Linked DNA regions of Mus musculus: regions 1, 2, 3, 4, 5 and 7 are each linked to region 6. Evidence: chromatin contacts called from public Hi-C, Micro-C and targeted proximity ligation data. All regions are on one chromosome and are shown on one strand. The core of a region is the stretch at or near the end of the contact, and the rest is flanking DNA. Distances in the headings are between cores, read along the strand shown.

What was found. A called contact is a pair of places that touch in the nucleus more often than the background predicts.
Region 1: a Hi-C map of regulatory T cells shows a contact between it and region 6, with 4 times the contacts expected there. A contact is called at or near these places in 1 of 39 promoter capture datasets (pre-B cells), 4 of 484 Hi-C or Micro-C datasets (CD4 T cells, CD8 T cells, embryonic stem cells and 1 more), 2 of 130 datasets of targeted methods (memory CD8 T cells and pancreatic cancer cells) and 1 of 9 other capture datasets (liver).
Region 2: a contact with region 6 is called in a targeted proximity ligation map of pancreatic cancer cells. A contact is called at or near these places in 1 of 39 promoter capture datasets (pre-B cells) and 2 of 130 datasets of targeted methods (large pre-B cells and pancreatic cancer cells).
Region 3: a targeted proximity ligation map of pancreatic cancer cells shows a contact between it and region 6. A contact is called at or near these places in 1 of 39 promoter capture datasets (cranial neural crest), 1 of 484 Hi-C or Micro-C datasets (embryonic stem cells) and 1 of 130 datasets of targeted methods (pancreatic cancer cells).
Region 4: a contact with region 6 is called in a Micro-C map of embryonic stem cells, with 2.8 times the contacts expected there. A contact is called at or near these places in 2 of 39 promoter capture datasets (cranial neural crest and frontonasal cranial neural crest), 1 of 484 Hi-C or Micro-C datasets (embryonic stem cells), 1 of 130 datasets of targeted methods (large pre-B cells) and 1 of 9 other capture datasets (embryonic stem cells).
Region 5: a targeted proximity ligation map of embryonic stem cells shows a contact between it and region 6, with 8 read pairs. A contact is called at or near these places in 6 of 130 datasets of targeted methods (the NIH/3T3 cell line, astrocytes, bone marrow-derived macrophages and 3 more).
Region 7: a targeted proximity ligation map of pancreatic cancer cells shows a contact between it and region 6. A contact is called at or near these places in 2 of 130 datasets of targeted methods (microglia and pancreatic cancer cells).

The regions. Positions count from the first base shown.
Region 1 is chr19:3,766,399-3,770,106 of GRCm38.p6, forward strand. Kmt5b (lysine methyltransferase 5B) reads left to right here and starts at 1,491. Exons shown (of 11, transcript NM_001379678.1): 1 at 1,491-1,942.
Region 2 is chr19:3,684,351-3,688,244 of GRCm38.p6, forward strand. Lrp5 (low density lipoprotein receptor-related protein 5) reads right to left here and starts at 2,214. Exons shown (of 23, transcript NM_008513.3): 1 at 2,005-2,214. The coding sequence starts at 2,092. It overlaps Gm36672 (a long non-coding RNA gene), which reads left to right and starts at 2,200. Exons shown (of 4, transcript XR_388279.4): 1 at 2,200-2,389.
Region 3 is chr19:5,066,617-5,070,431 of GRCm38.p6, forward strand. It overlaps Cd248 (CD248 antigen, endosialin), which reads left to right and starts at 1,462. Exons shown (of 1, transcript NM_054042.2): 1 at 1,462-3,815. The coding sequence starts at 1,510. The coding sequence ends at 3,807.
Region 4 is chr19:4,960,222-4,963,810 of GRCm38.p6, forward strand. It overlaps Mrpl11 (mitochondrial ribosomal protein L11), which reads left to right and starts at 2,085. Exons shown (of 5, transcript NM_025553.4): 1 at 2,085-2,294; 2 at 2,658-2,753; 3 at 3,105-3,198; 4 at 3,285-3,444. The coding sequence starts at 2,172.
Region 5 is chr19:5,021,478-5,025,417 of GRCm38.p6, forward strand. Slc29a2 (solute carrier family 29 (nucleoside transporters), member 2) reads left to right here and starts at 2,529. Exons shown (of 12, transcript NM_007854.3): 1 at 2,529-2,800; 2 at 3,034-3,115. The coding sequence starts at 2,772.
Region 6 is chr19:4,395,267-4,398,755 of GRCm38.p6, forward strand. It overlaps Kdm2a (lysine (K)-specific demethylase 2A), which reads right to left and starts at 1,811. Exons shown (of 21, transcript NM_001001984.2): 1 at 1,045-1,811. 9430078G10Rik (transcription initiation factor TFIID subunit 4) reads left to right here and starts at 618. Exons shown (of 3, transcript XM_030251152.1): 1 at 618-627; 2 at 1,064-2,184; 3 at 2,845-3,375. The coding sequence starts at 618. The coding sequence ends at 3,375.
Region 7 is chr19:3,573,750-3,577,508 of GRCm38.p6, forward strand. It overlaps Ppp6r3 (protein phosphatase 6, regulatory subunit 3), which reads right to left and starts at 2,000. Exons shown (of 24, transcript NM_028999.1): 1 at 1,892-2,000. It overlaps n-TAagc9 (a tRNA gene), which reads left to right and starts at 2,514; the gene lies at 2,514-2,586.

The DNA of each region.
Region 1 (3,708 bases), core at 241-2,740, 630 kb before region 6:
GGTATTAAGAAACTAGAAAAACACAACAAAACTAAGATCAAAGGAATTGTTAGCTGTGTCTACAAAAAGGGAATACAGCAGGATAGATCCGATGCAACAGGTGACTGGAAAGGGCAGGAAGTCGACCTGAAGTGTCAAGCCCTGTATCTCCTGTGACTGGTCTCCTATGCCCACTGCCCACTCCCAAGATGGTCTGTAGACTGAGGATACAGGTCACACAGCTGAGGTCAGCACAGGAATTCTGGTTTTGAAGAAATATACCTTCCCAGCTATGTGTCCTTAGCAGGTTTCTGTGCCTCTGTTTCCCATCTATGGAAGGGGATAACAAGCGTCGTCAAGTACTCAAGATCAAAGAGGCAAGGGCAATGGGAGCTAAGTTGGTATTTGCTTGACTCTGCTGAGCCATCCTCTAGAAAATGCCTACTATGCTAAGGTATGTGAGTGTTCAGTGTGGTAGTGGTGTTTGCAGGGAACCGAGGCAGGCTGGGGCCCTCCTGCAATGGCCTCAGCTGTTCTCCCTGTCTCATGTGTCGCTGGAGTTGCATTCTTTCTTTCCATTGCCTGGACATTTTCGTACCTTTCCATAACACCCTCCACCTCACTCAGGTGTTTGCTTCAATACGTGACAACCTCAAACACCTCCTTCAGGTCCCAACCACCTGCTTCACTTTAAAGCCTGCGTTTTTCATAGAATAGTGTATAAGAGGCTCTGGCTCCAGCCCTGAGTAGTTGAAAAGTCACCCAACTAGTCCATGCCTCAATTTCCCTGTGTGTAAACTGGAACCCACAATACTCTCGACCTCTGGGGATTACCCTGAGGGACAAATAAAGGGACACACCAGATCGTTGGGAACGACGTCTGGTTAGGGACAAGGATGTGACCCTCGTTATTGTTGTGAGGCACCCCTTATCCAACTGCAAGATCCAAGGGGTGGGGCTTCACCATACCCCAGGCGTGGGTGCAAGCCACTCCGGATCTTCCGCCCCAAGCTCCCGGAGGACCAAACCGCCTTTCTTGCGCCGGTTGAGCCCGAAGAGGGCGAGGAGTGGCTGCGTCGTGGAAAGGTTGTCACTCAGTAGGTGCTCAAGGAGCGGCCGGTGTCAGCACGGGGGACCCAAAGCACGCTCCCTCCCCGCCTCCCGCGTGGTACCGTTCAGGTGGCCCACATGGTCTTGAAGGGTGTTTCTGCTTCCAACGACACCCATCCCCACAACAAAGAAACTCGCCATTCCCGGCCGCCTCCCCTCAGTGCACCCCGGAGGCACAGCGGGCCCGGAGCGCCGTGCGCCTCGCAGTTGCCCCCTGAAATCGCAGCTCGGGAGCTGTCCCTGGTAGGTGCAGGTGCGCACGAGACGGGGGCGGGGGCCAACCCCGCGGGGCAGCAAGCGGCCGGGGTACTAGGTGGCGCCCACCGGGCGCGCGGCGACGCCGCCTCCACCGAGATTTAAAGGGCAGCCGGGCGGAGGGATCTTCGAACGACTCTCGCTGCGATCCCTCCGCCTCGAGGCTCAGCGACGGCAACGACGTGGTTTCTTTGGTGGTGGTGGTGGGGGGGATTTACTCTTGTGCCTCCGCTGTCGGGTGCCGCGGCAGGGAACTTCATTCTCTCTGGTGTCTCTCAGCCTCTTCCCGCAGAATTCCGTCGAAGCCATCGCGGCCACTAGCGCGGAGCAAAGGTGCGCGCACGCTCGGTGTCGGCGTGGTGTCCCTCCGCCGTCAGTCGTGGACTCCTTTTCGTGTCCTTCCACCGAGCCCGGGCGGTGTCCGGGTGGCTCACCGGGGGCGGCGACGCGTCTGCGGCGCGGCAGCGAGGCTCGGGGGCTATGAGGTGAGGACGCCCGGGGACCGGAGGCGGCACCCGGCGCTGCGCGAGAACGCAGGACGCGAAGCCCCGAAGTCGGCGGATGCCTCTCAGATCCCGCGACTGCGCGCGAGGTGGAGGTGAGGCCCGAGGACTGTGAGGCGGGGGTGGCCCGGCGCTGCGAGCCAGGGCTCGGGGACAGGGGCTTGGCGCGGGCCGCGGTGGTGGCCGTGGCGGCAGGGTTGGGGGGGCCCCTCGGCGGACGCGGACTCCTTTATTTCCCCCCCCCTTCCGTCAGCGGAGGCAGCGGGCGGTGCTACGTCCGTGCCGCCATATTGGATTTTACTCTCCAATTTTTTTTTCTGAGGAAATATTTTTTGGTGATTAATTTTTCTGGAGGGACCAAAAAGTGTAGCCGGGCGCTTCGGGAGCTCGGTGGCGGAGCTCTTGGACGGGCCCGGTGCTGGAAGACCGGCAGTGCTGGCGGTGAGCCGCGGAGGACGTACGTGCGTGCGTGCGTGCGTGCAGGAACCGGGCCGCGGGGCGGGGCTGCGGGGCCGGGGCGGCCGGGCGAGCGAGCACGGCCTGCAGTGTTGGCGGCGGCCGGAAGGGAGCGGTAGCGGTCGGCGAGGGCCGGGTCGCGGCCGCACGAGGGGAGCTGCTCGGCCGCTCGGGATTGGGGGACTGTGTTTTTCCTCTTCTCCAATGGGCGGCCGGCAAGCGTCTCGCCCAATCTGCTCGCGCCGGCTCGCCGAACTTTCGGTTGTTTTTGTTTTGGCCCGAGCCTCGTTTCCTGTTGCTCCAGGCTCAGACTGTCGCGCGCGGGGGTGGGGTGGGGGTGGGGGGCAGTCGCTCGGGCCCCACGCAGTGGCACTGGCGTCACTCGATCTGTCATCCGCTCGTTCAGCCAGAGTGCAAGAAGGAGAGGAGGAGACGTGAAGTTCATCTTGAACTTTCTGATGGCGCTCACTCTGAGACAGTCCTCTCAGAGGAGCAGACAAGATGGATTGCCTGACTTGATTTGTTTGTTTGTTTTTTAAACCTGCTTTCTAGACTTAAAACTGTCTGACACAGGCCTGAGGGGTTGGGAGGCTGCCGAGTGGATGGATTCCTTAGAGGAACTCGCTTCTCCTTGTAACTGTTCCCCGTTCTTATTTATTTATTTATTTATTTTGACAGAAACGCCAGCCAGTTTGGGTAATTAGTAGACAAAACATAAGCCCTTTCAGAGGCGATGAAGAAGTTATTGTTTTTCTTTTTGCCTGAAATGATCACAGACAACTTTTTTTAAAGATTTATTTATTTCTTATATGTAAGTACACTGTAGCAGCCTTCAGACACTCCAGAAGAGGGAGTCAGATCTCTATTCTGATGGTTTTGAGCCACCATGTGGTTGCTGGGATTTGAACTCCAGACCTTTGGAAGAGCAGTTGGGTGCTCTTACCCACTGAGCCATCTCACCAGCCCCCACAGACGACTTTTGAGTGAAGTCCATGCCTTAAGAGTGAATTGCCAAAGACACACGTTTGCAATGTAGACGTGGGTTTGACCAAGTCCCTCACTAAGAGCCCCTATGGTCCAGGGTTAAAGTGTGCAAATAAATGTCTAGGTGTCATACATGGGCAAACAGTAGACTCTGAGTCTATAGCCTCTCGACATCGGACACTGTACTCCCTCTTCCAAGCTCACTTATGCTAGTTGCCATACCTGGTGCCTTTTGGCCATCCGGTCTCTGGCTTTCTCCTGTCCCAGCATACATCCATCCTTAGAAAAGCCGCAAGAGAGTATAGCCTGCTGCTGGCATAGGCTTATGAAGAAGCATCCTGGTTGGCCTGCACAGAAGCCAGGATTCCTCTGTTCCCTGAAAGTCTTTGCATGCTTGGTGAGATTGGCTTTGCCATTGCAC
Region 2 (3,894 bases), core at 964-3,463, 710 kb before region 6:
TGCAAATTCTGCTAGATGCCTGAGTAATGACACTGTGTAGTCAAAATAAAAAGGGTTCCAACTATGTTGGGGCCAGGAGGTGGCTTTCCCCAGAGAAGCTTAGGACAAACAGGTTGCCTGGGTAATTTCTTGCACAGAGGGGACTCTGCTCAGCATTTAACCCAATATAACCCAACATGTGCTGGCTGGGCCCTCCCAGGGGTAGACAGCCCACAACTGCAGGAACCTCCTCCAGGGGGCCAGACAGGCTAGGCTGGTCCAGGGACAAGTGAGTGCTTTAGGCGGTGAGAAGGAAAGCCTAGGGCTTCCAGAATGGGGAATTCAGGGACCACTAGAACAAAGGCTTTTCTGTGGGCTCACAGCTTCAATTTGCAACAGGAAGCAATCAGGAAAAATAATTAGCTGCCCACTCACTCCCTTCTCTCCAGACTCCCAAAGCAAGAATCTCAGACAGACATTTGGGGGTCGCACAGCCAAAAACACTCAAATAAGAGCTTCAGGAAGATTCTTCTCTTTGCTTCCATTTTAGGCCTGGACTACCCCATCAGCTGGTACTCCTGGGGCCTGGCTTCCTAATGTTAAAATAATCGACTCTATTTTTGCCGCACACACCACCAAACTATAAAGATGTTCAATTTGGGATACCAGATGACAGGCTAGGGGATCCCAGAGTAATGTCAATCCTACCTAGGACAGGAAAGTCGGCTTACAAACCCCACCTTTAAAACAAATAGCTGCCCCATACCCCTTCTGCAGTCACGACCCAGGCATTTCCGGGAAGAGTAGAACTGGCCTGGACTTCCCACAGCCTGTCACAGTTTTGTCTTCGCCTTGTTTTGCTAACACCAGAGATGGCCTGAAAATGTAAACATGATCCCGAGGGAGACAAATTTAGGGGGAGACTCCCCAAGAGCCCTCTGGCTGAGCTTGAGAGCTCCAAGACTGGATGAAGCCAGCTCCCCTCGACCCCTCCCCCCAAACATAGGTGGAAGAGACTGCAGCCCAGGGAATCTGAGCACAGAGCCAGGCCCAGCCACCTCCCTCAAGTGTCTACCCTGGAAATACACAGGGGGACAGCTGTTCGCCTTAATAAGGCCCAGACAAAGGGACCTGAGGTTGTCCCCTACCCCGCCCCAAACTGCCATCACCACCACCCGGGAGTTCAAGAGTATCTGCCGGACCCTTGGACAGCCACACTCCAGAAAAACAAAACACAAACACCCGAAAACAATGATTTAGGTGGCAAGAGCCTTGCTTTAAAAACCACATGGCAATCTCCGAATTAAAAGAACATGTGTAGCGTTTCCAACTGCTTCGTTTCTCGAGAGTCCTCCTGACCTCAGCTCCACCCCTCAGGACACACCAAAAAAAAGTTAGAAAGTTCCCGAGCGGGCCACTTCCCTAAAGGTGGGTCCAACTGAGGCAGAACCATACCTCCCCACACCAAGGCACCCACGCAACCGATCTCGGGGCTGGGCACTGGTCAGCGGGGCTGGGTGCCTGGCCACCGCTTGGGGGCCCGAGCGGTCAGATGGGTCACTGGGGTCACGGGGACACCTGGCAGGTGTCAGTCGGTTTGGAAGGCTGACAGCCCACGCAGGTCAAAGCGACAGCAGCCCAGGGCCAGGCCGCCCCGCGCAGGGCTCTCCGAACTTCCTAGCTAGCAACTTCTGGCACTTCCCAGGGCTCGGTAGGCCGGCCGCCGCAAGCAGGCTCGCGAAAAGTTTTCCCAGTAGTTCGCGATAGGCCAGGCCTGTCCCGGGCCATCGCGATGCCCGTGGGCGCACTCCTGAGCGCGCCCGGCGTCCCGAGCCTTGGGCAGGTGAGGGCCCGCCCGCGCCGCACCTGGCGGGCTCGGTCCCCAGGGAGGGGCCCCGGCGGGAGAGACAAAGGGCCCGCGCGAGGTCCCCCGGCGCGTGGTCCCCCGGAGCGCGCTCCAACTCGTCCGCAACTTGCAAAGTGGCTGCTTGCGGCCCCGGCCATTGTCCCCCGCGCCCACCTTACCCGCGGCGGGGACCAAGCTGCAGTACAGCACCAGCAGCAGCAGCGGCGGCGGCGGCGGCGGAGGGGCCCGGGTCGGCGCCGTTTCCATGTCGTCCGGCGGCCGGGAGCGCCGCGCGCTCACTCGGGCTCCATGGCGCGCGCGGCGGCGGTGGATCCTCGCGGCTCCCGGCGCCTCTTGCTCCCGCCTCGGGCGCCGCGGCCCAAGACGACGCGGGAGGAGGGAGCGGAAGCCGAGCCGGTCTCCGCCCCCCGCGCCGCCCGCGCCCCCCGCCAAGCCGCGCCCTCCTGCGGGCGCCCGGGAGCCGGGCAGGCGGGTCTCTCCGGGCCCGCGACAGGAGAGGCCGGGCAAGCAGGTGGGTCACCTGCCAAGTCTCTGTACTGACAGGTGAGGAAACTGAGGCACGTGGAAGCATGACCCACACAGTCAGGAGGCCTCAGGGCTGGAAGCCAAAGGTCTCCGAAGCCAGCTTTGGGCTCTTTCACCACAACTGTAGCCACCTGGCCCAGAGACATACCGCCCCACTTGGGATGCACGCGGGAACAGGCGCAAAAGCGGATACTGCTGGAGGAACTGGGGGCTTTTACTTTTAGATTTACTTTTTGTTGTATGTGTATGAGTGTTTGCACGCATGTATGTGCACCACATGCGGGAAGGAAACCAGAATAGGGTGTGGGGGTCCCCTGGGACTGGAGTTAGAGGTGTGAGCCACCAGGTGACTGCAGGGAACCAAACCCAGGTCTCTAAAAGAGCAGTAAGTGCTTCTAACTGCTGAGCCTTCTCTCTCCGGCAGTGCTTTCTAGAACCTCACACCTTGGGCAGGCAGGTGTAGGTGAAATCATTTCATGTCCTTAGAAAGTAAGCTAATGGCAGTGTCCACCTTGCAAGGTAGAGAGGAAGGACAGAAGCTGAGGTGGTCAGGAGGGTGCCTCTGCCCTCCTGTGGTTTATGCTAGGAAGAGACAAAAATAAGAGCCCAAACAAAGGAGTGAGTAGCCGGGAAAGTGACATGGCGCTCAAGTGTGTATGACTTTACTTATAAGTCTGACATGGTGTCCAGCCTCGGGAGATTGAGGCAGGAGGCTTGCCATGAGTTTGAGGCCAGCCTGGGCTACCTGCGAGACCCTGTTTAAAAAGAGTTGATAGAGCCCTTGGTTCCCTAGTGTGCACAGCTCTCCCAGCGCTGCATAAACCGGACCTGATAAACAGAAGGAGCAAAAGGCAGGTCAAGGCTGGCCAGCAAGATGGCTCCCGTTGACCTAAGTTCAACCCTAGGATCGCAGAAGAAAAGAGAACTGACTCCCCAAACTTGTCTTCTAATAGGAAAACATGAAGACCAGGGACCAGCTAGTAGGGGGAGGGGACCCACACCAGGGTTCCAAGGGTCAGGGCAGAGATTTCAATGCGGAAGCAGGCCAGTGGTTCAGGAAGAGCAGTCTCCTGGGGTGGCTGTATCCAGTCTCTGACCGGAAGAGGAGTCAGGAGGTCTCAGGGGCAGTCAGGGGACTGGGGACTAGAGCAGCTAGTGTCCTTGCTGGTTCCTTCTCACCCAAGCCCAACCCCCATCCCCCCTCCACCTTCAACACAGAGCCAAGAGCACAACCCCCTTCTCTAGCCCCACTCTCACCCATCCCCCAAGGCCTTCCTCTTTCAGCCTTGATTTTTCTGAGGCCTCCTCTCCCTGCAGCCAGGGAGCTTGTTAAATAAGCCAGACCTCACCACTCCTCCCACCGGTCAGAGAGGAAGCTGAAGCCTTGGGCTCACACGGCCTGGCCTAGCCACACCTCCGTTACTTCTCAACTCCATCTTATGGGCTGCAACTGTAATGGCCCCTTGCAGAGATGGGCACTGTCTTGCCTGGGGGAGGGCCTCATTGCTGGGACTCTTATCCCA
Region 3 (3,815 bases), core at 212-2,711, 670 kb after region 6:
GTTTTTAAAAGTCGAAATAAAAACCAAGAGTAGCCGGGCACGATGGCACACTCGGGAGGCAGAGGCAGGCAGATTTCTGAATTCAAGGCCAGCCTGGTCTACAGAGTGAGTTCCAGGACAGCCAGGGCTACACAGAGAAACCCTGTCTCAGAAAACCAAAACAAACAAACAAACAAACAAAAAACCCCAAGGGTATAAAAGGATTACCTGGTGTTGGGTGACTGTAGTACCTGCTACTTAGAATCCAGGAGTTTGGAATAGCCTTGGCAACAGAGCAAACTCCATCTCTTAAAAATAAATAAATAAATAAATAAAGGTAAAAAGAGAATGCAGGGGTTAATCCTTCACACAGAATCCCAGGGCCACCCTGGGTGCCTGGCCCAGTGTGCAAACCTCCAGAGGCCTCCAGGAAGGGCTGGAAGAGGACCCTGGGAGTAAGGAGGACAATGTGATGCCTGTGTCACACTTACTATCCTGTTGTGTCCCCATGCCCATACATGGTCTTGCACAGGTCCCCTCATAGCAGCCGTGCTCACCCTGAGCAGAGCTCAGTCTCCACAGAGCCCAGAGTCATGCACCCTGCCTTCCTGCAGCAGAAGCCTGGAGAGGCATTTCCTGTTAGGGGGCAGCCTCCTCCCGCTCTAAGCCCAGGTTCCCAGGGCCCCTGACTGAGCCAGGGTAAGGAGAGAGCAGGCCTTGGCCTCCTCCCCCCTCCCTAACCCCTAATGCTGGTCCTGCTGGAGCCAAAAAAACTTGGGAGTGAGGTAGGCTGAGCGAAGGGCTCATCAAATACGTGTCTGGTTGAGGTGGTTCTCAAGGAGGTTATCAAGTTGATTCTCACGCAGGGCCCAGGCAGGAATGGGTGGGGCCTCATCGTTGAGACCGTTTAGCAGGCCACATCATCCTAGCTTATCCACCTAAGGGCATACACAGCATGTCAGGAGAGCTGCGTGTGTGAGGCTGGGGTTTGGCGGCCTTAGATAGGGTGTCAGAGAAGATGCTCTTGCCAGGCTTGGAAGGAGTCGTTCACATATGTGTGATGAGAAAGGGCTGGCCCGATCAAGTCGTTGAGCTCAGAATGCAGCCAGTATACTGATACTGGTGAATCCAGATCCCGGCTTTCGGGAGTCTCTCTGGAAGACAGCTTCACCCCAGCTGCCTTAGCTGCAAACAACGCTGAAGTTTCAGAGGGTTGACTGGGGATGCTTCTCAGACAGACAGGTTCCCTTTTCCCTGACTCTCAGCTCTGTAACGCCTGAGGTAGCCCGTTAGTTGTACCTCCCCCCTCCTCTGCCCTTCGCCTCTCACCCCAGAACCCCCCCCACCCCACTGCTTCCTGCTCCAGCAGCCCCCGGGGAGCTAGCAGGGGAGCTGGCAGCGGCCCCAGCCCACTCCTTACAAGGCGTGAGTCCGCCGGGCCCGCCCCCGGCCCTCCCGCCAGAGGCCTTGATCCCTCCCCCTGTCAAGAGCAGCGGCAGGCCCGAGCCGGGCCAGTCGGGGGGCGTCGCGATGCTGCTGCGCCTGCTGCTGGCCTGGGTGGCCGCGGTGCCCGCACTGGGCCAGGTCCCCTGGACGCCGGAGCCTCGAGCCGCGTGCGGCCCCAGCAGCTGCTACGCGCTCTTTCCCCGGCGCCGCACATTCCTGGAAGCTTGGCGGGCGTGCCGCGAATTGGGGGGCAACCTGGCCACACCGCGGACCCCAGAGGAGGCCCAGCGTGTGGACAGCCTGGTGGGGGTCGGGCCGGCCAACGGGCTGCTATGGATTGGGTTGCAGCGGCAGGCTAGGCAATGCCAGCCGCAGCGCCCACTGCGGGGCTTCATATGGACCACGGGAGACCAGGACACCGCCTTCACCAACTGGGCCCAGCCGGCTACGGAAGGACCCTGCCCAGCCCAGCGCTGTGCAGCCCTTGAGGCCAGCGGAGAGCATCGCTGGCTCGAAGGCTCGTGCACACTGGCTGTCGATGGCTACCTCTGCCAGTTTGGTTTTGAGGGTGCCTGCCCTGCCTTGCCGCTTGAGGTGGGTCAGGCCGGTCCCGCTGTCTACACCACACCCTTCAACCTGGTTTCCAGCGAGTTCGAATGGCTGCCCTTTGGCTCCGTGGCAGCTGTGCAGTGCCAAGCTGGCAGGGGAGCTTCTCTGCTGTGCGTGAAACAGCCTTCAGGTGGCGTGGGCTGGTCCCAGACTGGCCCGCTGTGCCCAGGGACTGGCTGTGGTCCTGACAATGGGGGTTGCGAACATGAGTGTGTGGAAGAGGTGGACGGTGCTGTGTCCTGCCGCTGCAGTGAAGGCTTCCGTCTAGCAGCAGATGGGCACAGTTGTGAAGACCCCTGTGCCCAGGCCCCCTGTGAGCAGCAGTGTGAACCTGGAGGGCCACAAGGCTATAGCTGCCACTGTCGCCTTGGCTTCCGGCCAGCTGAGGATGATCCACACCGCTGCGTGGACACGGATGAGTGCCAGATTGCTGGTGTGTGCCAGCAGATGTGTGTCAACTATGTTGGTGGCTTTGAGTGTTACTGCAGCGAGGGTCACGAGCTTGAGGCAGATGGTATCAGCTGTAGCCCTGCAGGAGCCATGGGTGCCCAGGCTTCCCAGGATCTCAGAGATGAGTTGCTGGATGATGGAGAAGAAGGGGAGGATGAAGAGGAGCCCTGGGAGGACTTTGATGGCACCTGGACAGAGGAACAGGGGATCCTATGGCTGGCACCTACACATCCACCTGACTTTGGCCTGCCCTATAGGCCCAACTTCCCACAGGATGGAGAGCCTCAGAGATTGCACCTGGAGCCTACCTGGCCACCCCCACTTAGTGCCCCCAGGGGCCCCTACCACTCCTCAGTGGTGTCTGCCACACGGCCCATGGTGATCTCTGCCACTCGACCCACACTACCTTCTGCCCACAAGACCTCTGTTATTTCAGCTACACGCCCACCCCTGAGCCCTGTCCACCCACCTGCCATGGCCCCTGCCACACCTCCAGCTGTGTTCTCTGAGCACCAGATCCCCAAAATCAAGGCCAATTATCCAGACCTGCCTTTTGGCCACAAGCCTGGGATAACCTCGGCCACTCACCCAGCACGGTCTCCTCCGTACCAGCCCCCCATTATCTCAACCAACTATCCCCAAGTCTTCCCTCCCCACCAGGCCCCTATGTCTCCAGATACCCACACTATCACTTATTTGCCTCCAGTCCCCCCTCACCTTGATCCTGGGGATACCACTTCTAAAGCCCATCAACACCCTTTGCTCCCAGATGCTCCAGGTATCAGAACCCAGGCCCCCCAGCTTTCTGTCTCAGCTCTCCAGCCCCCTCTTCCTACCAACTCCAGGTCTTCTGTCCATGAAACTCCTGTGCCTGCTGCCAACCAGCCCCCAGCCTTCCCTTCTTCTCCCCTCCCCCCTCAGAGGCCCACTAACCAGACCTCATCTATCAGCCCTACACATTCCTATTCCAGAGCCCCTCTAGTCCCAAGGGAAGGAGTTCCCAGTCCCAAATCAGTGCCACAGCTGCCCTCGGTGCCCTCCACAGCAGCTCCAACAGCCCTGGCAGAGTCAGGTCTTGCAGGCCAAAGCCAAAGGGATGACCGCTGGCTGCTGGTGGCACTCCTGGTGCCAACATGTGTCTTCTTGGTGGTGCTGCTTGCCCTGGGCATTGTGTACTGCACTCGCTGTGGCTCCCACGCACCCAACAAGCGGATCACGGACTGCTATCGCTGGGTCACACATGCTGGGAACAAGAGCTCAACAGAACCCATGCCCCCCAGAGGCAGCCTTACAGGGGTACAGACCTGTAGAACCAGTGTGTGATGGGGTGC
Region 4 (3,589 bases), core at 835-3,334, 570 kb after region 6:
AGGGAGAGGAAGATGAGGAGGAAGAAAGAGGAGAGGAGGAGGGGGGAAGAAGAAGGAGGAGAAGGGGAAGGGGAAGGAAAAGAAGAAGAAGAAAGTCATTCAATATGGGGTCTACCTTCTTTCTTTCACAGAGATCCTCTGATGGGATGGATTCTCTATTTTGGTATAGCACCACAGAGAGCCCCAGCATGTCAGTTGTCCTTGCCCCAGCTTACAGAGTTATGCAGGGAGGATGCAAGGGACGTTTCAGGAGCTTGAAGCTGCTGAGACCCCTTTCTACCAAGCAGTTAGCTCCTGTGGCAGGGGTGTCTCTTAGGGCGACATACTGCTCCCACCACCACCACAGCACTGGCTCAGGGATTTCACTGGGCACAGAAGATGGAGATAAAAATGAGGCCTTTAGATCCTTACACAAAGGACCTGACTTTCTTTGCCAGCAGGTTGTAGGGAAGTTCAAGTCTACAAACATTTTCAAAAACAGTGGTGGGATGGGGTTAGGAGATGGTTCAGTGATTAAAGTGTTTCCTGAAAAAGAGTCAGGGCCAGAGGCTGGGTCTTAAGAAACCCAGGTAAATGCCATCTGGGCATGGTGACATCCCTGTAGTTCCAGGCCAGCATAAGAACTCCAGAGCAAGCTGGTTAACAAGATGAACCACTGGCAAGCTCTTAGTTTGAGTAAGAGACCCCACCTCAGAAGGGCAATGGAAGAGGATCTTAACATCAGCCTCGGCCCTTCTCGTGTGTGTACACATGTGCAAATCCACACACACATTCACCCACACACACGCAAAAACGTACATTGCACACACAAGGAAATGGTAGAGGAAAGAAAAAAATGGAGGTTTGTGAGAGGCGGTTTAGAGGAAGATGATAGAATTTGAAGTGGTATGCTACATAATAGGCTGCCTGGTTGTCTGGAGAGGAATTATTTTTTAAAAAGGAAAAGAAAAGGAAAAAAAAAAGAAAAAAGAAACTGGAGAATTCCCCTCGAATCTGAAGGATCGCAAACAGTGAGTTAGTGGATAGTTCCTTCGAAGTAGTCTCAGTCTGGAGACTGGATCAGAGAACTTTATATCCTGAACTGTTGGAGAAAATAATGGAGCATTCAACCTACAGTTATTGGAGCTTTGCAGCCACGTGTGGTCAGGAAGAGTCTGTGAGTCAAAGAGTCCTACCAAGGCCATTGCTACTACCCTAAAGTGCCTAGATACACAAGATTGCTCTAGGGAGGGATAATAAAGGCTTCAAACACCACCTGGCTCAAATACCATTCCCTAAAACGCAAGTAATAATCAGGAATCCTGGACAGAATAGAGCGGGATGCGGAGTTCTGAGACACAAAAAGTCATCTTCCAATGAAAAAATGAAAGACGGGGAAGCAATAAAGTATGCCTAATAAGCTAGTGGAAAATCAGGTTTGACTGGGATGAGAATTCACAAACTTAGCATTTCAAAAGCGCGGGGAAGAGCTTTTCCCTTTGTATAAATAGCGGTAAATGCCTTCTTGGTTCAACGTGTGTTACTGAGCTGTCACAACAATTCTGAAAGGTACCTATAATATTCGCGGTGTCAAAGATTTTCATAGGTAACAGAAACAGTAGCCTAATCCTAGCTCTAACTCTTTGTCTAGCTATGAATCAGGTTCATAGCCAGCAAGAGCAGCAGTCTGCCATTTCATTTCCCGTCTATAATCATATTGCCTTCCATGAAAAACCACATGAGGAAACAAAAGACTCAAGGGATTTTGCATAACTTGCTCCATATCAAACGCTAAGATATCACTGTGTCCAGCAGATGGCAACCCAGAACACGGCCAACAGCAGGCGCAGGATAAGGCGCTGAACTACATACCCACAATGCTGTGCGGAGACTCAAAGTCCCGAACTCCTGTTTGGCTGTCTAAGGTGATGCCTGTGCGCACCGCTGAGGGATTGTGTGTACTGAAACCATATAGGTTCTCGTCCTGCCTTCAGAGCGCAAAGTTCAATTAATTCTTAAATTCCGTAATTGGTCTTTAGTTGGAGAGCTGTATGCCTGAAACAAGACTGCTCTTTTTTGGTCTCATTTACCCTAGCCGAACACGAGGGCCCTTCACCTCTGACCCAAAATGGCCGCGCCCAGAGCGTAGTTCTTTGCTTCTCCGAGGCGAGCTAAGATTAAAATCCTACATCATGTCCAAGCTAAGCCGGGCCACTCGGACCCTCAAGAAGCCCGAGGCCGGCGGCGTGATCCGGTCCATCGTGCGAGCAGGCCAAGCTATTCCTGGGCCTCCACTAGGTCCCATCTTGGGTCAGGTGCGGTGTGCGGAACCCGGCCTGGGAGACGTGGGAGAGTGCGCTGGAGCCGGGGAAGTCTCCTTTATAAACGTTGTCTCCACTATTCACACCTTCAGGCCTTATGTCCTTGTATTACTTACGGAGCCTCTTTTGACCTCAGCACCTCTGACCCCCAAGTTGGCTAGTTGCTGATTAAGTGGTACCTTGTGGACGAATTGCCTGGCACCCAAAGCTATAGAACCAGAGTAGAAGAAATATAACAACACACACCCATACCCCCGCCCCCCCCCCCCACACACACAAAGATGAAAGGACAGGGGCTCCTGGTTGGTAGAAAGCCTTCAGCTCCCATACTTAACTTTGTGTATGCGTTCCTTATAGCGAGGTGTCTCTATCAACCAGTTCTGCAAAGAGTTCAACGAGAAGACAAAGGACATCAAAGAAGGCATTCCCCTGCCTACAAAAATTTTTATAAAGGTAGAGAGACCCATTCTCCCATATATTTCCTTGGCCCTTGAAACTAGTCACTCTGGTTGCTTCTCTGACTCTTAACTTGGTTGCTACCTTCCACTTATCATTTAAACAGAAGCCTAGACCATAATTTCTCTGAACTGGCTTGATCCTGCCATATTGTGGTTCTTACCTCTCATCTCACTGGGGCTTCCAGAGGAGATTTGGGCTAGGAATAAAAATGGCAGGGATGTGTGCTGTAGATTTGTTTTTCTGTCTTTTGTGGTGTGCAAGTTGGTGGGAGAAGGAAAGGGACATTAGAAATGTCTTGGACTGGATAGAAAACCAAGAAATTCTCATGTATCTTTGTCTGTTAAGCCCGACAGGACATTTGAGCTCAAGATTGGGCAGCCCACTGTTTCTTACTTTTTGAAGGCAGCTGCTGGGATCGAGAAGGGGGCCCGGCATACAGGTAAGGACTAGAGTGGGCACCTGAGAGTCTGATGTATCCAGAGAAATGTAGTGGCACTTGAAGAATTCTTTGCTCCTTCTTCCCAGGGAAAGAGGTGGCAGGCCTGGTGAGTTTGAAGCACGTATATGAGATTGCCTGTGTCAAAGCTAAGGATGATGCTTTTGCCATGCAAGATGTGCCCCTGTCTTCTGTGGTCCGTTCCATCATTGGCTCTGCCCGTTCCCTGGGCATTCGAGTGGTGAAGGAGTGAGTATCTTGAGAGGAATCCAAGTAAGTTCTTCATTTGGGAGGAAAGCTGAGAAGGCCCATTACAGTGAGGTGGTTGGGCTTTATTTGTTCTTCTTAATTTATAGCCTATGTTAGTTATGCATATTAAGCTTCATTGTGACAT
Region 5 (3,940 bases), core at 1,279-3,778, 630 kb after region 6:
AACCAACATTTTTTTTTAAACCACCCTGATAATTTTCTGAACCTGGGCTGTAAGTCCACTTGACATGCAGACATAGTGAATTATCTGTAAGGTTTAAATATGCACAGCATTTTCCAGCAACTTGGCCAACTGTCTGCAGAGAGACAGCTGCATTGTTTCATTTGGAGTTTCGCCAAGCCTTGGTCTCCATTCCAGTATGGCACATCCTCAGGACACAGGATTTTTTGGGATTTTGCTTTTTTTGTTTTTTGTTTTTTTTGTTTTTTTTTTTTTGTTTGTTTTTTTGAGACAGGGCTTCTCTGTGTAGCCCTGGCTGTCCTGGAACTCACTTTGTAGACCAGGCTGGCCTTGAACTCAGAAATCCGCCTGCCTCTGCCTCCTGAGTGCTGGGATTAAAGGCGTGTGCCACCACGTCCGGCAAAATATTATTTATGTATTTATGTATGTGAGTGCACTGTAGCTGTCTTCAGACACACCAGAAGAGTGTGCATCAGAGCCCATTACAGATGGTGTGAGCCACCATGTGGTTGCTGGGAATTGAACTCAGGACCTGTGCGAGAGCAGTCAGTGCTCTTAACTGCTGAGCCATCTCTCCAGCCCACACCAGTGGCCTTTAAGAGTCTGCTTTTGGTGCCCCTGCCGTGTGTTTAAAACTGGTTTTATAAAGAGGGGCTAAGCTTGTGACTGCTTCATGTGTCTGAGCACTAACCAATCACATACTTATTATTTTATTACTAAGTGTTTTCCTTTCTTGCCTCCCTTAGGATGTCACTGTGCCATCAAAAATTGTCCTGCCTGGGTTCTGTTATGCACAGCATTTCGCCACAAAGTAGAAGCAAAATATTGGTTAATTACAGATCCCCAGTCAGGCTGAGCTGAGAATCTGAGGTAAAATCCAACTCCTCCCAGCCAAAGGGATCTATTAGTATGTCCCATAGTGTGCCAGCACTCTCCTGTCCCCGGTCCTGGTACAGGCCGTTCCTTCTCTGAAACGCCTCATCCCCTTCCATCCCAGCCCAAGACAACAGACTGCTCCCCAGACCCTCATCTCCATCTTCAAGATGGTGCCAGGGCAACATCCCACCCCCTGTCCCACTTTGACTCACTCTCCTATCACTGTCAAGTAGGAAACAGGTCAGTAATAGTTATTAGAATAAGCATTCGAAAAATGCAAGTGACTAACTGTGTGTAGGTAAAACTGTCGAGAGATGCTCAAGGCAGAGGGGATGAAGAGGCCTTGAAAACCTGTTAGAACTGAACTCAAGACTGTCCCTCTTGGCATAATGGAAGTCTGGAAAGAAAACTTAAAGAGTAACTGTCTTTCCCAGTGTAATCCATTGCTGTCTTTTCCCTAACGTCACCAGCTAGGGTTAGATGCAGCCCAGGGGTAAGAGTGTTTGCCTCGCATGCACAGGGCTCTGAGTTCAGTTCCCAGTACCACACAGTCATCTGCAGTCCACCATGATCTAAGGAACCACCTTCGATGAGCCAAGCCTGGTGGCTAGATTCCGGGAACAGGACAGAACAGGGATAGTAACAGCATGGTCTGGCTGATACATAGGAAAAACATTCTAAAAAACTATATTCTTTAGAAGACACACATTTATATAACCTTGTATATATATACTTTTATATATTCATATTTATTTGTATTTATTACTTAGAAGCACGTGTGCCACTGTGCTTGTGTGGAGGTTAGGGAACAATTTGCTGGAGTCGCTTCAGTTTTTCTAACATATGGGTCCTGGGCGTGGCCTCGGGGCATCAGGCTTGGCAGCAAACGCTCTCACCAGTCCACATAAATATATTTCTTTTTCTTTTTTTTTTTTTTTTTTTCGTTTTTTTGAGACAGGGTTTCTCTGTATAGTCCTGAATATATCCTGGAACTCACTCTGTGGACCAGACTGGCCTCGGACTCAGAAATCCGCCTGCCTCTGCCTCCCAAATGCTGGGATTAAAGGCGTGCGCCACCACGCCTAGTGAAAATTAGGTTTTTAAGCACTCCTGAGGGTGGCAGTGGCGACTACAGGGGAGGGGGCCGAACGTCACCTGGGCCACGATTCCCTCCAGAGCCTTTGTTCAATCCTCCTTGTTGGACCCAGGTACCGTAGGAGGGCCTATCTGTCCGTCTTCCACATATGTTGGGGATTTTCGTTTGCAAAAGTGCCTCGACCTCTGGGGGAACTCCCTCGGAGCACCGCGCTGGGACCTTCTGCGACAATTGATGACACTGGCTTCTTCCTTCTGGTCGGACTTACTTCCTAATCTGCTTAGAGCTTAGAGGGCTCCAAACCTTAGAACACGCCAAGAGGAAGAACCTCCCAGCTAGATCGACTGTGCCCAACAACCACCGGACCCCTTCCCTCCTGCGCAGTCCTTATCCCTTCCCCAGAGATTCCGGACCCGTGCCTAAGGAGAAGACGGGTGCGAGGCGAAGGGACGGCGGTGAGACACAGCTTCAGGCGCGGAAGCAAGCTAGAAGGCGGAACCTAATACCCTAAAGGCACAGCCACCAGCGAGGCGGAGTCTGGAGAGCGGGCGTCCGGGGGAGGGGAGCAATGGCTCTTTGTTCCCGCCCTGGAGGCGGAGCCGAGGTCCGAGCCTGCAAAACGTGGTCCGCAGTGTAACCCAACCCCGACCCTCCGCTACGGCGCTCCGACCTTGGGATTCCTGGACACCGACCAGCGTCGCTCTCCTTCGGCCTCCCAGCCCTGCGTAGGCGCAGGTGCAGCCGCCTTCTGTGGGCCTGGTGCAATAGGACTGCGGCAACCATGGCGCGGGGAAACGCCCCTCGGGACAGGTGAGGTGGGAACCCATGTGCTGCGTACCGTGGCCCAGGTGGCCACGAGCCTTTGAATTCCCGCTCGTCTTGATGCTCCTGGGCTCAAAGACGAACGGGACTACAATTCCCATCAGCCGATTCCCTTAGCTGCTTGAGCCAGGGTGATGGGGATTGTAGTCCGTTCTACTGAGGGGCGGCTAGGGCGGCCCAGGCGTACGTCCTCGGGGTGACCTTCTGATTGATCCCCACAGCTACCACCTGGTTGGGATCAGCTTCTTCATTCTGGGACTGGGCACCCTTCTCCCCTGGAACTTCTTCATTACCGCCATCCCGGTGAGACCCGCGGCCGCTGGGCAACCTCATGGCCACAAACCAACATCCCTCCAGCCGTCTTGAACTGAGCCACTTTCCTCACCAGGCCACTTACTACAGCTCAGCCTGTCAGGGACAGCACCAAGCCTCATAGAGGGAACCGCCTCTCCCCTGGCTAGGCAAACTTTTAGGAAGGTACAGATCTCAGAGGTGCAGGGCCATCCACGTAGGGAGTCTGACCAGCAAAGGAGTTTCCATCCCATGCCCTTTGTCGTTATTTTTGGCCAGTCACTCCAAAGTGTCTTTTTTCCAAGCCTTTGGCTTTCTTTGCAATGACATGAGTTACAGTCATTCAACTAATAATTAATGAGCAACTACTGTAGACAGATGTGGAGGAAGGCCCGATTCCCCAAAGCATGCATTCTTTTATAGAAAGGCAGAAATCTATAGCTTGTTTTCTCCTTTTTGTTTTATTGTTGTTGTTGTTTTCGTTTTTTTCGAGACAGGGTTTCTCTGTGTAGCCCTGGCTGTCCTAGAACTCACTCTGTAGACCAGGCTGGCCTCGAACTCAGAGATCTGCCTGCCTCTGCCTTCTGAGTGCTGGGATTAAAGGCGTGCATCACCACTGCCTAACTTTTGTGTTTTCTTTAGAATAGGGTTATTCAAACATATTCAGTGGGTTAACTTCCCAGGTGTCTGTGGAGTGCTGGCATCGGTGCTGGACCCTGATACCCAAAGATGGATCAGCTACTGAATCTGAGAGACACAGAGCCAGGGCTATTAATAATGAAACAAGACACGTGCCAGGCCATTCCACCCTGAAGCAGAGAGCTATAAAGGTTCTCA
Region 6 (3,489 bases), core at 561-3,060:
ACATGGCAGGTCACTGTCTGATTCCAGTTCTAAGGGACCCTTACACAGATATAATGCAGGTGAAAAGGCTCAGGACTTTTACTTCTCTTCTTCTGTATGTTTGCTGGTGTGTGTGTGTGTTTAAGTTTTGTTGTTTTGAGACAGGATCTCTCTACATAGCCCTGGTGGTCTTGGAACTACAACATAGACCAACCAGGCTTGCCTCCAACTTACAAGAGACCCGACTGCCTCTGCTTGCCCAGTGCTGGCAAAGGTGTGCAGCACCAAACCCAGGAAGGACTTTTATTTCTAAAGTGCTGAATGGCCAGGTGAAGGTGAAGTACACACAAAACTAAGCCAGACCCTAAACCAGTGAGTTCTCAAACAGGTAATAACAAATTATAAGCAAAACGGGGAGGTTACTTTCATTAAAAAAAAAAAAAAAGAGGGCAAGAAAAATTTGGTTTTACAGAAAGACTTCAAACCAATGTCCCATATCCTTCTAGTAAGGAACTGCCTTCCCCAAACTACCATCCACCTCAAGGTGGACAACTACAGAACAAATTTGAGAGTTGCAAACGGAGGCAAAAATACCATCTAATCTAGATGAGTAAATAATAAATGAAACGTCTCGATATATGGATACGGGTGAAACATCCATTAAATAAAGGCCGGTTGGCACGTCAATCAATCCACAACACCAAGCAAGGGTTTTCGTTTTTCTAAATATCTTTCTCCAGAATAATGGCTTCTAATTGGATATACAAATGTTTTTTTTCTCTCTTGTAAATATAATACGGCCACGTTAACAAAATCCTTTCAGAGGACCCGATGACATAGTTTGCGAGAGCAGTTCGTGGCACTGCCCTCCTCGGCCTCGGTCGCGAGGGACACAGTCTGCACCCCAGGGCCGGACAGCAAAGCGGTAAACCTCGACTGCTCCCCTAGGGAAAAGGCGTTCTGTGGCTCACCCCTTGCAAAGAAATAAAAACTTTACATTAAGTCTTTAGATAAGACCGGGAACCAAACTTCCCAGGGCGGGGGAGGGGGGAGGGGAAATCTCACCGAGGATTTTGTTCTTGAGTTCTTGTCCAAGAGAGAAGTAAAATTCCAAACACAGACAAAATAAAATCCCAAACGTCGTCTTCGGTATTTCTGTGTATTAACCCAGTATCCAGAGAAGGGTCAGAGCGACCCGGAAAAGAGGAAACAGTTACTGAATCAAACCTCCTCTTCTGGCTTTTACAGACTCCGCGTCCGAGGCGTCAGGGAAGCAAGACCACTCGGCTACTCCCCCAAGCTGGCGGTCAGCAGCCCCAGCCCGAGACCCGGGTCAACCGGGCCGCGGGAAACACCCTCCTCTCGGTACCCTCAGCCGGCCACAGCCGCTACCGAAGCCCAGGAACCGCGGCCGATCAGCTGAGACCCGCCCGGCCGACGCTCCCCGCGCCGCCCGGCCCCCCGGAACGCGGGCCCCGGCCCCGGGGGGCGGAGAGGGCGGGAGCAGCGAAGCGCCCTGACCGGGGGCCTTCGGCTGCCTTTGCGTCGTCCCCTGAGCCGGGGCTCCGCGCTGCGGGACGATCCCCCGTACACCCCCAGCTACTCCCCAGTAGCAGAGGAGGGACTCCGGGGGATGGGCCCCCTGACGTTGCCCTTCCACGCGAAGAGCCCACTGCCCGGGAGGGAAACAACCGCGACGGGCCCGGGAACTGGAAAGGTGCTCTGCGGCCCGCCGCCGCCGCCGCCGCCGCTGCCGGGGAGGGGTGTTGTTTCCCTCACACAGGAGGATCCGCTGAAGCAGCCGCCGCCATTTTGAACCCGTCAGATTCTCACATACACACAGCTCCTCCGGCCTCACTGCGCAGGCGCCCTCTCTTCACCACCACCCCCTCCCTCCCGTCGCCTCTCCACCCCCACCTCTTTCGAGCCTCCCTGCGCGTCTTACCGCTCTCCGGGACACACGTGAACGCGCACGCGTCACTCCCCCCACCCCACCCCGCCCCCTCTACCACGGACACACCGCCGGAGCGCGCACGCGCCGATTGCGTCGGCCTCGAATCGCCCGCGCCCCGCGACGCCGACGCGGTTCCCCGCCCTCCCCCCCTCGCGTCAGCCCGCACGCCCTCTGGCCGGCCTACCGCCCCCGCTCCCTGCCCGCCTCCTCTCAGGTCGCCGGCTCGACCGGGTGCCTGCGCCTGCGCGCCAGTCGCGAGCCTCCTCCGCGCGCGCTCTCTCTCTCCCCCACACCCGCACACAGACACACACGCACACACAGACGCGCGCGCGCGCGCACACACACACACACACACACACTCGCAACTTCGCCGGTGACCCCGCCCACCGCCGGCCAGCTGCGCCAGCCGCCCTCCCTCCCCCACTACTCTAGGGAGGGTTGTGACCCCCGACCCCCACAAAACACAGCACCCCGCCCCAAGCAGTAGGAAGCATCTCCCCTTCCCCTTCGAGCCACCTCTGCTGGGTGGTCAGACGGGTCACACAAACGTGGGCCAGACGGCCTGGGTCAGGGCAGCCGTTGGCCGCTTCAACGCGGGGTCCCCCGGGGTCATGCCATGGGAGCGGGCCAGAGCCGGGTGCTGTGCTCGGGTCTTGTCAGACCCAGGGAGTGCACGGAAAGAAGCGCCCTCCCGCCGGGCGCCCTCCCTCACGCGCCGGCCGGCCGAGGCCCACCTGCTCGCCATCCCGGAGTAGGCCCCTGCGCCCCCCGCTGCAGGGCCTGGCCGCCCTTAGCACGGGGGGAGCTCCTGTCCGTGCAGCGAACCGGTTTCGCCTCACCCACTCCTCGCCGCTCCGAAGGGGCAGGAACCGGTAGCAGTAGCATGTCTGTCCCGAGCTCTGTTCCCTCAGGGCAGCTCCAGACGCTTGACAAGGGAGTCCACAGGTGCTGTGCGCGACAGTGGGATCCACGACGGCTCAGGGGTGGCAGCAGCTAGCACACCCCACTGCGGGCCGCAGGCTCCCAGGGAGGTGGCCCAGGGAGCCCCTGCTGTTGGCCACGCTCAGGTTTCCGTAGCGCCGGTGCCCTCGGCGGCCCGGGTGGGACGTGACCCCGCCCCCGGCGAGTCGGGGCACCCCCCACGGAGAGGGGCGCGGGCCGCCCCTAACCCCAGGGCCGCGGCTTGCGAGGGAGGCCCAGCCGAGAAAATGTCTCCGGTTTGTGTGCGCAGCTTCGCGCGAGGGTCAGCGATGGGGCAGCGGCGGCCCAAGCTGCTCGGCCCTGCCGACGAACCGGCTCCCGCGGCTCGACAGCCGCCCGACGGGCAAGCGGGCTCCGGACGTCGACGGAGCCCAGCCAGAGGTAACAGCAATGCCATGCGAGCAGCCCAACTGCGCTCAGGGCAGTTCCCCAGCCAATCTCGTGCTTTGAGGCCCGTTTAAATTGTAAATCCCACAAAGGACGGTGGCCTGGACGCTACACATCCAAGTGCTTGAGGTTGGCACTTTCCCCTTGCTGACTGGTGTCACATTTTTTTCTCCCTGCCTTGGTTTCCA
Region 7 (3,759 bases), core at 750-3,249, 820 kb before region 6:
ATTGCAATAACAACCAGGAAAATCTAAGAAATCCTCATATTATGATTTGGGGCAACTACACAGAAGCAGTGCCTAGAAGCAGCAGAGGAGGGGTGCTGTTTAAGATCCTGAAGGTGTTTTCTATGCATAAGTACTGGTTTAGACAAAACGCTTTCAAGTGATTTAATAGATTTTCAACATCTCATGGAAAAATTAAAATAACTTCCAGTAATTTTTTTTAGCCCAGCTGATCCTTAAACACATGGCTTTCCTAATTGTACCTAAACACTTAAAAGTTAATTTTGAACTAGGTGTGGTGGTACACACCTCTATTCATAATGCTTGTCAGGTAGAGGCAGCAAGATCAAGAATTTGAGGCAGCCTTAGCTGAAAAGGAAAGTCAAGAACATTCTAAACTACTATCATCTCAAAAAATAACTAAATAATGAGTCCGGTGCAGTGGTGCATGACTTTATTAATCCCATTATTAAAGGCAGAAGCAGTAAAGATCTTCCCACCACATAGTGAGACCCTGCCTCAAAAACAAACAAAATCATCAAGATCAAGTTGAATTTGAGAGGTATGGTCACCACTGAGCTGATTCTATTCACAAAGCACGATTCTAGCTGCTTTGTGCTAACATATTTACATATATACTCAGTTACAGTCTAATATGAACATGTTAGATAAAATTGGGACCTAACATGAGATAAACTTATGAAACAAACTTATTTTCATGGGTTACAGGGGCAGCAAAGAGGACTAATTCGCCCAAGGTCACAGGACTAGAAAGTGACAAAGGAAGATGTAATTTTCAGGTGGCCCATAAGAAAGCTCAAACACCACTGGCAACAGGGATCTTGCACCTTGCAATTTCAAGGAACATTTTAGTGGAAGGAGATCTTAAGTTCCTTTCTTACGGGCTGTGTCAACTGCAACATGACCTTGAGGGCAAAAACCAAAGTAAACTTGACTTAAGAAAATGAAACAGTATCCATATTAACAAGTGCTCTGATGCAAGGAAACCTTCTAAGTGTCCCCTCCCCCAAGCCAAAGCAAAACATAAACAAAGCTCTGGCCCATTCTAAAGAGACCACAGCAGGTAGGCGGCAAATGACAGTAGGACATGCGGTGGAGAAGTACAGACACAGAGCTACCGAGACCACTCATTCTGTCCCACCTACAACTTCAAGTCCAAGTTCTAATGAAAGACAACGGGACTGGGGAGAAAAAGACCTCCAAGTTAACAGTGAGCCGAGCTTTAAAAGCGAGGTGCTTGAAGCCACAAGAAGGGTAACTCCTCACTTCAGCTCCAAAACACCAGGGAATCTCCAATGCCCGCGTCTGTATAAAAGAGAGACTCAACGGCGGAGGATGAAGATTCACTGCGATGGCCCCGAGAGACTCGGAACTGGTTTTTGTGTGTTCCGATGACTCTGCTAATGCCCAGAAACCCACACAACTTGTTTCTCAGAGGACAAGAGTCCAACAAAAGCCTTCGCGAAGCTCTCCAGCGAGTTGACAAGCTCCAGGAGATCCCGAGAAGTCGCTGTGAAGGCCCGGGCGCGGGAGCCGGGGAGCTCGCCCAGGACCCCCGACTTGGCTCGGGGCGCGCCTCGCCTCGCCTGGGCTCCCGCCGAGCCAAGCCCAGAGTCACCTCGGCGTCCAAAGTTCGCAGTCGGCTCGGCTGACTGCCAACGCTCGGCCCGGCTGACAGGAGCGGGCGGCCCGGTCCTGGCCAGGACTGGACGCCGCCTCCCGGGCCGCCGAAGCTGCCGATTCCGGGGGGGAGGGGAAAGGGGCCGGGACGCTCCCTCCCCACGCCGCCGGGACCGGACCACCGCCACGATCGGTCGGCCGCTTGCCCGCGCGACCCGCACACTCCGCGCCACCGCCCCCTCCCCTGAGTTACCTGGAGGCGCCCAAGACCCGCAGTTAGTCGCGCTCAGGCGGGAAAAAGGTTCACCGACACCATCAGCGAAGCGCCCAAAATGGCGGACGTATCAAGCAGGCCTTGAGTTACCCCCGCCCTCCCTCCGGCCGCCCCGCAGCCAATCACAGGATAGACCCCGCCCCTTCACACGGATCATTGGCTTGTCTCTCCCGCCCCCCACAACCTATTGGACCGCCCAGCGGTTCCCTCGACTCCACTTCGATTGGCTTTGAGGTCTTGTCAGTCAAACGCGAGAGGCGCATTCTTTTTCCCATGGTCTTGACGGATCCGGAACCTCTAGACCCCGGAGTCTGAGAAACAAGTCAGAAATTGGGAGAAGCTTAGGCTGGGTCCCTCTGCCCCGTAGCAACAGCGGGGCCTCGCGTGACAGACGCTTGGGACCACCAATCCGCATAGTCAATGTAGTTTAAAACAAATGAACCAAACCAATCCCGGCTGTGTAGCTCCGGATGCGAAGAAGCCAATGGGGTAACACAATGACAGCAGGCGGTGGGGTAACGGCCGCGGGGGACGAGGGGGGGGGGAAAACCGGTGATGACGTGAGTCACAATACAACCTGCGACGGAAGTTAATTATAGCTGGGGAATTAGCTCAAATGGTAGAGCGCTCGCTTAGCATGTGAGAGGTAGCGGGATCGATGCCCGCATTCTCCATAGCATAGTTTTATCGAAGACCTTCAATTAAATTACTTCAGACAAAGTAGAGTGGCATCCCTGAAAATGGGGTCAAAATGTAAGGTTTCTTAATACAAAGGAAACCAGGCTGTATCTTTTGTCACAGAGAAGAATTTTACACATGAATTTCTTCCAACTGCTAGTGTCCTATACGTATAGTACTACACATTTACCTTGCCCCAGAACTGGGGTCCTGGACATCAGGGTCCCTACTCTCAAGTCTTGCACTTAACCACTGTCATGGCTAATCCTGGTTTTTAATTCTCCTGGGGCTGTCTAAAAAGGTGAAACTGAGCTGACCACAAGCATTCTCTACCTCCTGGCTGGTTGTGATGTGATGTGATGTGATGTGACGGGCAGACTCCCACACCTGCTCCCTTGACTTCCCTGCCATATTGGCCTCGACCTGTGAGACAAAATGAACCTTTTCTCCCTAAAGTTGCTGTTGTCAGAATATTTTATCACAGCAACAGGAAAAGATACCAAGGTGCTCCCCTTGGGTCCCTATGAATAATCTGCCTGGTTCAGTGTGGACAGGACCATAAGTTCAGGCACGCTGCAGCTGGCCACCATAGTCAACAAAGTCTCTGAGTCTTGGAAGTCTTTCATGAAGCAGGCCTTCCCATGCCATCTGGAAAGCAAGTGACCAAGGTGATCAAGCTAAGGGACAGACTCTTTTGGGAAAGTAGTAAGTCATAGGACAGGACAGAGCTCTAAATCCCTGGGGTGTTGGTAGCAGGGAGGGGAAGGGTGTTACAGAGACCCCAGGGTGGGGCCTTGGAGCTTCAAAGGCAGGACGAGCCCAGCTATGATGGGAGACTGGATAGCAGAGGTAGCTGAGTCACACAGACCTTGAGTGGCAATGCTCACACCTCAGACAGGGAGCAGTTGCCTGCATATCTCTTCCAGTAGGTCCAGCAGTCCCAGGCCCAGGCTTCACTGAAGCTCAGAGAGCACAGAGCTTATCTCCTGAGTGTCTCCTCTAGGCCACCTCTAGGCATCTATCCCCTGGGAAAATGACAGAGCCTAGCCCTTGGACTGGAGGAGACAGGACCTGCCTTGTTGGACACTCAGTGCTTTCTCCGGGTTCCCAGTCTCTGAACCCCCCCCCACCCCTGTTCTTTACACGGGGTCCAGCATGCTTGAGTCCTC